Linked DNA regions of Mus musculus: region 2 is linked to region 1. Evidence: chromatin contacts called from public Hi-C data. All regions are on one chromosome and are shown on one strand. The core of a region is the stretch at or near the end of the contact, and the rest is flanking DNA. Distances in the headings are between cores, read along the strand shown. Region 1 has its middle 18 kb from the start of Tmem26. Region 2 has its middle 75 kb from the start of Gm32931.

Evidence for each region. A called contact is a pair of places that touch in the nucleus more often than the background predicts.
Region 2: a contact with region 1 is called in a Hi-C map of the C2C12 cell line, with 2.5 times the contacts expected there. The contact joins two enhancer-like sites. A contact is called at or near these places in 8 of 39 promoter capture datasets (the 3T3-L1 cell line, 3T3-L1-derived adipocytes, the C10 cell line and 4 more), 4 of 484 Hi-C or Micro-C datasets (the 3T3-L1 cell line, the C2C12 cell line, adipose-derived mesenchymal stem cells and 1 more) and 1 of 115 datasets of contacts at active chromatin or transcription factors (fibro-adipogenic progenitors).

What each region holds. Positions count from the first base shown.
Region 1 is chr10:68,704,351-68,706,912 of GRCm38.p6, reverse strand. No RefSeq gene overlaps it. Among named protein-coding and RNA genes, the nearest start is that of Tmem26, 18 kb to the left of the region's middle. Within about 2 kb of position 1,267, at least 39 of the 459 cell types and tissues checked have an H3K27ac peak or open chromatin away from gene starts, as enhancers often do. A contact at or near this core is called in the C2C12 cell line and adipose-derived mesenchymal stem cells, where this site is marked.
Region 2 is chr10:68,896,380-68,898,941 of GRCm38.p6, reverse strand. No RefSeq gene overlaps it. Among named protein-coding and RNA genes, the nearest start is that of Gm32931, 75 kb to the right of the region's middle. Within about 2 kb of position 1,266, at least 17 of the 459 cell types and tissues checked have an H3K27ac peak or open chromatin away from gene starts, as enhancers often do. A contact at or near this core is called in the C2C12 cell line and adipose-derived mesenchymal stem cells, where this site is marked.

The DNA.
Region 1 (2,562 bases), core at 18-2,517:
AGGTGGAAGGTGAGAAAGGATTGAGAGGAAAGTAGACTAATTCAGCATATTTTCTACTCTTGACATTTTTTTTTATTTGATGCTGCTCTTCCTTGCAATTCACTCTTTTCTGAAGTGTTCATCCCCATGGTCTAGAGTTCTATACAGGAAAAAGAAAAAAAGAACTGCCCATCATTCTGACCATTAGGGCTTACCATACTGAAAGACATGCTGAAAACATCTTAGGAAAGCTAATTGAGATGAAACTGTGCTCCCATTGTTAACAGCAATGATTCATACTCCATATGTTCAACTCCACCAACATCTCTGTGTTACATGGGACAATCACCATCTAGATGTGACCTTTATAGAAGAGGCTAGCCCATAGGATCAGTCATTTGGAGATTACCATGATGCATGTGCCTCCTCTGGTCCTCTGGTGCCTTATGGAAACATTGGTCATGGAAGAATTCTAGAACCTTCGCTAGAAGAGTGAATCTTTGCTGAATTTCCCAAGTCAGCCAGGACAGTGAATGAGAAGGAAGAGTGGCCTTAGCTGCCTGGAAGTTTCCCAAAGGTGTCTACCTCCAAAAGATGTTTCCTAAGTTTTGGAAACTTATAAACATTTTTTAAAGTTTATTTATTTTTAATGTATGAGTGTTGGCCTTCATGTATGTATGTGCATTCAGTACTTGCTGAGGCCAGATGAAGTCACCGGGTTTCGTGGAACTGGAATTACAGATGACTATGAGCCAGCGTGTGGGTGCTGGAAACCCAACCCCGTTTTCTGCAAGAACAGCAAGTGCTGTTAGCTGCTGAGGTGTACCTCCAGTGCCAGGTGTAGAAACATTTAATTCAAGATAAACCCATCTTAACAAAGTCATGTGTACACCATGCAGCATTCCTAGCAAACTCTGTTACACAACAGACTCATACTTTTAAGGAACTTTGACATGTGCTATCATGAGATCTGAAGAGATGCTGTGAGATGAAAGGGGATATATTTCATTCCCGTTTTACAGAGGGAGGAATCTAGATGTCACAGCTGACAAATGATTCCTTCTAGGCCATGTGGCCTGTGCATCAGAAAGTTCAGAAGACTCTTTTCTTCGTCTTTTGAATATTGTGTAATCACTCAAGCTTCTGATTCACACAAGGAGTCATAAAACTAGAAATGATGGCTGAGATTTTTCTGATTTCTAAATTTTGCAACAACAGGATGACAACCATGACTAAGTAGGCAAGAGTCACAATGCACATGAACAAGTAAGGAGGAGTAGACCGCTGGCTTTGGAGATTCACATCTGCATGAGTCAGAGTTCCCAAGAGAAACTGAATCAACCACAATCCACTTTCCACATCTAGATCCAGTTTGACACTGAGAAGGACTGAGAGGGATCCATAGAAACAAGAAATAACTGTGAGTCTCAGTTCTTTGACCTCCAGAACAGAAAGACGTTCTCCTTCAAAAAGACAGACAGACAGGAGGAATCTCTTCTTCTCTTGGAGGAAAACTCAGCATCTTCCATTCACATCTTTGATTTGCTGCATGAGAACTTCACACACTGTGGTCCAGCGCTAATCTCATCCAAATTCAGACTTGCAGAGATATGCAGAACAATGGTTGGATTCTTGGGTATCCTGGGGCCCACCCAAATTGACCACAGACACAACTCTTATAATTTTTCTCTTCTGAACTTACCTACCATCCCCATCATACACCTACAGTAATCATATATAATCAGCAAGTGAGAAAAAGAAAAACACCATGCTCCTATACCAGACTACATCTATCCTATGTATAATTAAAAATTAGGTCTTTCCTCGGAAGATGATGTAAAGTATTTTGCTTCTCTCCTGACATCTCATCAGAATGTAATGCCCTGAATTGAGTCCATCACTCTATATTCATATATGAAAGCCTCAGACCCGACCGTATCTGAAGACAGGGGCATTTGCAGGTCACCGAGAACAGATGGATGTATAGAGGTAAAGCCTTAGCCCAGGAAGACTGGCTTTCTTAAAGAAAAAGGCAGTGCGAAGTAGAGGGGGAAATGCCCACATGGAAACATATCCAGAGGTAGCCTTTTAAATCCGGGGGCACAAGGGTCACTAGGATATAATCTGCTGGGACTTCGTCTTGGAATGTCAGGCCTCTAGAGCTGAGAGAGAATGAATGTCTACTGGTTATGTTACAAAGTCTAATTTGGCCTCCTGATCCTAGATGAAAGCTTAAAATATTTGTTATGATCTCAGAGGACAAATGTTAGTTTTAAAGCATCAGTCCAATGGTGGGTATGTGCTCATTATTTTGATTTCTCTCTTCAATTCACATGCTGGACCTAGATCTTAAGTGAAGCTCTTCTTTAAAAAAAATCAACCAGACAACATATTTTCCTGATGTTTAGAGAGTTGGATCATAAATTCCTCAATGTCTTGGGCAAGATTCCATATTATGGTTTCAAAACAGTATGTTGGTGTCACCAGTCATAGGGAGGGAGGCTGAAAAAAAGAATAAACAAACAATTTTGAGTACTGTGGTGATTAATATAATTATCAAGTTTGTGCAATCCAGAAACATTT
Region 2 (2,562 bases), core at 17-2,516, 190 kb before region 1:
ATGCTATCCTTCCTTGGCTATTTTGAAATGACTCCTTCCTTAAAACAAAATACAATACTTGCCCACAGCAGCATATGGTTACAATGAAAGAAAACCTAAATTCTGAAACACACTTGGACATTGATGAAGCATTAAGGCAAGGTGCTAAGTGAAAAAGGTAGATCTAAAATCATAACTATCACGTGGTCCCCCTTATGTGACTATCTAGTCACAGCAGAGGCATAGAGCTAAGGAAGAAATTAAAGATGAGCAGGGGCCACGGAGCAGGAATGGGTAGTGACTGCTTAGCGTGCACAGCGTTTGTGATAAGTGATGGTAGAGACAGTTCTTTGAGGAGATAGTGGAAGTAGTCTATAACCTTGTGGACATACACAGGACTAGTAAATTATAAGTTGGGAATGCTCCATTTTATATTATGTGCATTTTACCTTATTAAAATATTAATTAAGCTCTCTTCCCAAGGCTTAGGGACCATTACAGAAAAAGGGGGAGGGGAGGGAGAAAGGAATGTAAGGGCCTGAGGTCAGAGGGAGATCAGAGAAGAACAGCATCTCCCACATGCCACAACCTCCGTACTCAGCCTATCACTACAGCTGTGGCTCCGTGCAGAAGCCTGTAGGATCAAGACAGTCGCCATCTTGTCATGGAATGGGAAGGGGTTCATGAGACCCTAACACTAGTTAAGGAACTAAGTTGATGGTTTTGTAAGGAAGGGCGGGTTTATTCTTGAGGAAGTGGCTTCTGGTAGGCTGGCCACATTTCTCTGGCTGGCCCCATCCCCAGGAGTATGTAGACAGTGGAAACTGAAGTTGGTGTACTGTTAAGTCTTTCCTTTTTAAATACAGGATACAAAGTTGGAGGTTGTAGGGAGGCAGAGGTGAACCTGGGAGCAGTTAAGGGGAGAAATCTGGGGTAAATATAATAAAAAAAATACTTGGCATGAAATTCTCAAAGAATCAATTAAAATATTTTTAAAAGTAAACTTGAGGTGTTAAAGAAAATTAATGAATTAAAATTAAAAAATGGGCCACCCCTCTCAAAATCTTATGAGTACCTGTGCTCATCAGAGACTTTGGATGAAAGTGTAAATTTTCTGAAAAAAAAAAATAGGGTGTCAAATAATGAGTTGCTGGCACAGAGCTCACTGGACCAACTGGGAGGTGATGTCTGGGCTTCGAGCCAGTAGTGTATCCCAGGAGCCACTCCACCCCTAGGCGTGTTCAACATTCCCATCCTCCCCAGAGCTCATTACTTGGGAGAGAGTGGCCCAGAGAACTTTCCAGCAGGATGGAAACATTCTTTGTTCATTCAACAGCCATTGTCGACACAGGGCTACTGAGTAACTGAAAAATGACTCAGGCTGACCAAAGAGCTAATAAATTTTACTTCATCTTTATGGAGAGATGACTATCAAATTGGACAACAGAGTTTTTAGAGAGCTCTATGCTGGGCTTTCTCTGGCTATACCTTGTCCCCAAGGGTGAGGGCTAGCAGGGCGTAGAGGGCTTCCATGGTCCTTTCCTTTCACATTCCTCAAGAATTAATGCGAACTTCAAGGAGGAACAAATGGGTTTGAAAACAGGTTTGAGGGGGAATCGGCTCAGTGTGCGTGGCGTGTGTTGGATTCCAAAGATATGAGATTCAAGGCCTTGCGATTTCCAGATGGACACTTTGCCACTTGAGCCTCCTTTCTATCATCCCACCTTTTTCTGTTGAGAAGAAGAGTAGTGGAAAAGCTGGGAATTTAGTACAGCAGAAAGTGTCCATAATGCCAGCTCTGGGCATGTGGAGATATGACTGGCTCTGGAGTCCATTGGTGAGGGACACTGTATCAAAAACTCAGAGGTGCAGGGGAACCAAAAAAGATCTCTGACGTTAACATCTGGCCTCCACATAGATGCACACGCATGCACATGAACCTGTGTGCACATGTGCATTCATCCACATGAACAGATTACACACACGAAAGCACACATGCACAGAGAATCTTAGCCAATGCAAGTGAAAGTGAACACACACACACACAGCATCTTAGCCAATGCAAGTGAACACACACACACACACACACACATCTTAGTCAATGCAAGGGAATTAATAACGGAGCCATATGTCAGGAATGAAGACCTGAGACTGGAAGGGTCCCTTTAAACCCAGCAGCTGAAGACATGGCTTTAGGCTCGTACTAGGAGACTACCAGTGAGAGGACCAAGAGGGGAAGGCTGAGTGGGGCTCATTCTCCTGCAATCACCTTGTATATCTCCACTTGAGGTCTTGGGAAGAAGAGAAAGTCCTTCTGTAATGGAGAAGGAAGAACCGTTCATATCTTGCTGGAGGGCAGTTCCTTCCTGGCTCCAGGTCTTGGTGTACCTTGTCTGTGATGAGAGGCCCATGGTCCACACAGCTCTACTACAATCAATCTTAGATTAGGAGCGAAACTGGCCAGGGCTGTGATAAAGCATCCTGGCTCTGATTTCCCACGTGGTGTATGTTCTTTCTGATGCTCCTTACTTTCATGCTTTTCCCTAAGGAGATCATGTCCCAACCGTGGTGCTGAAGATACAG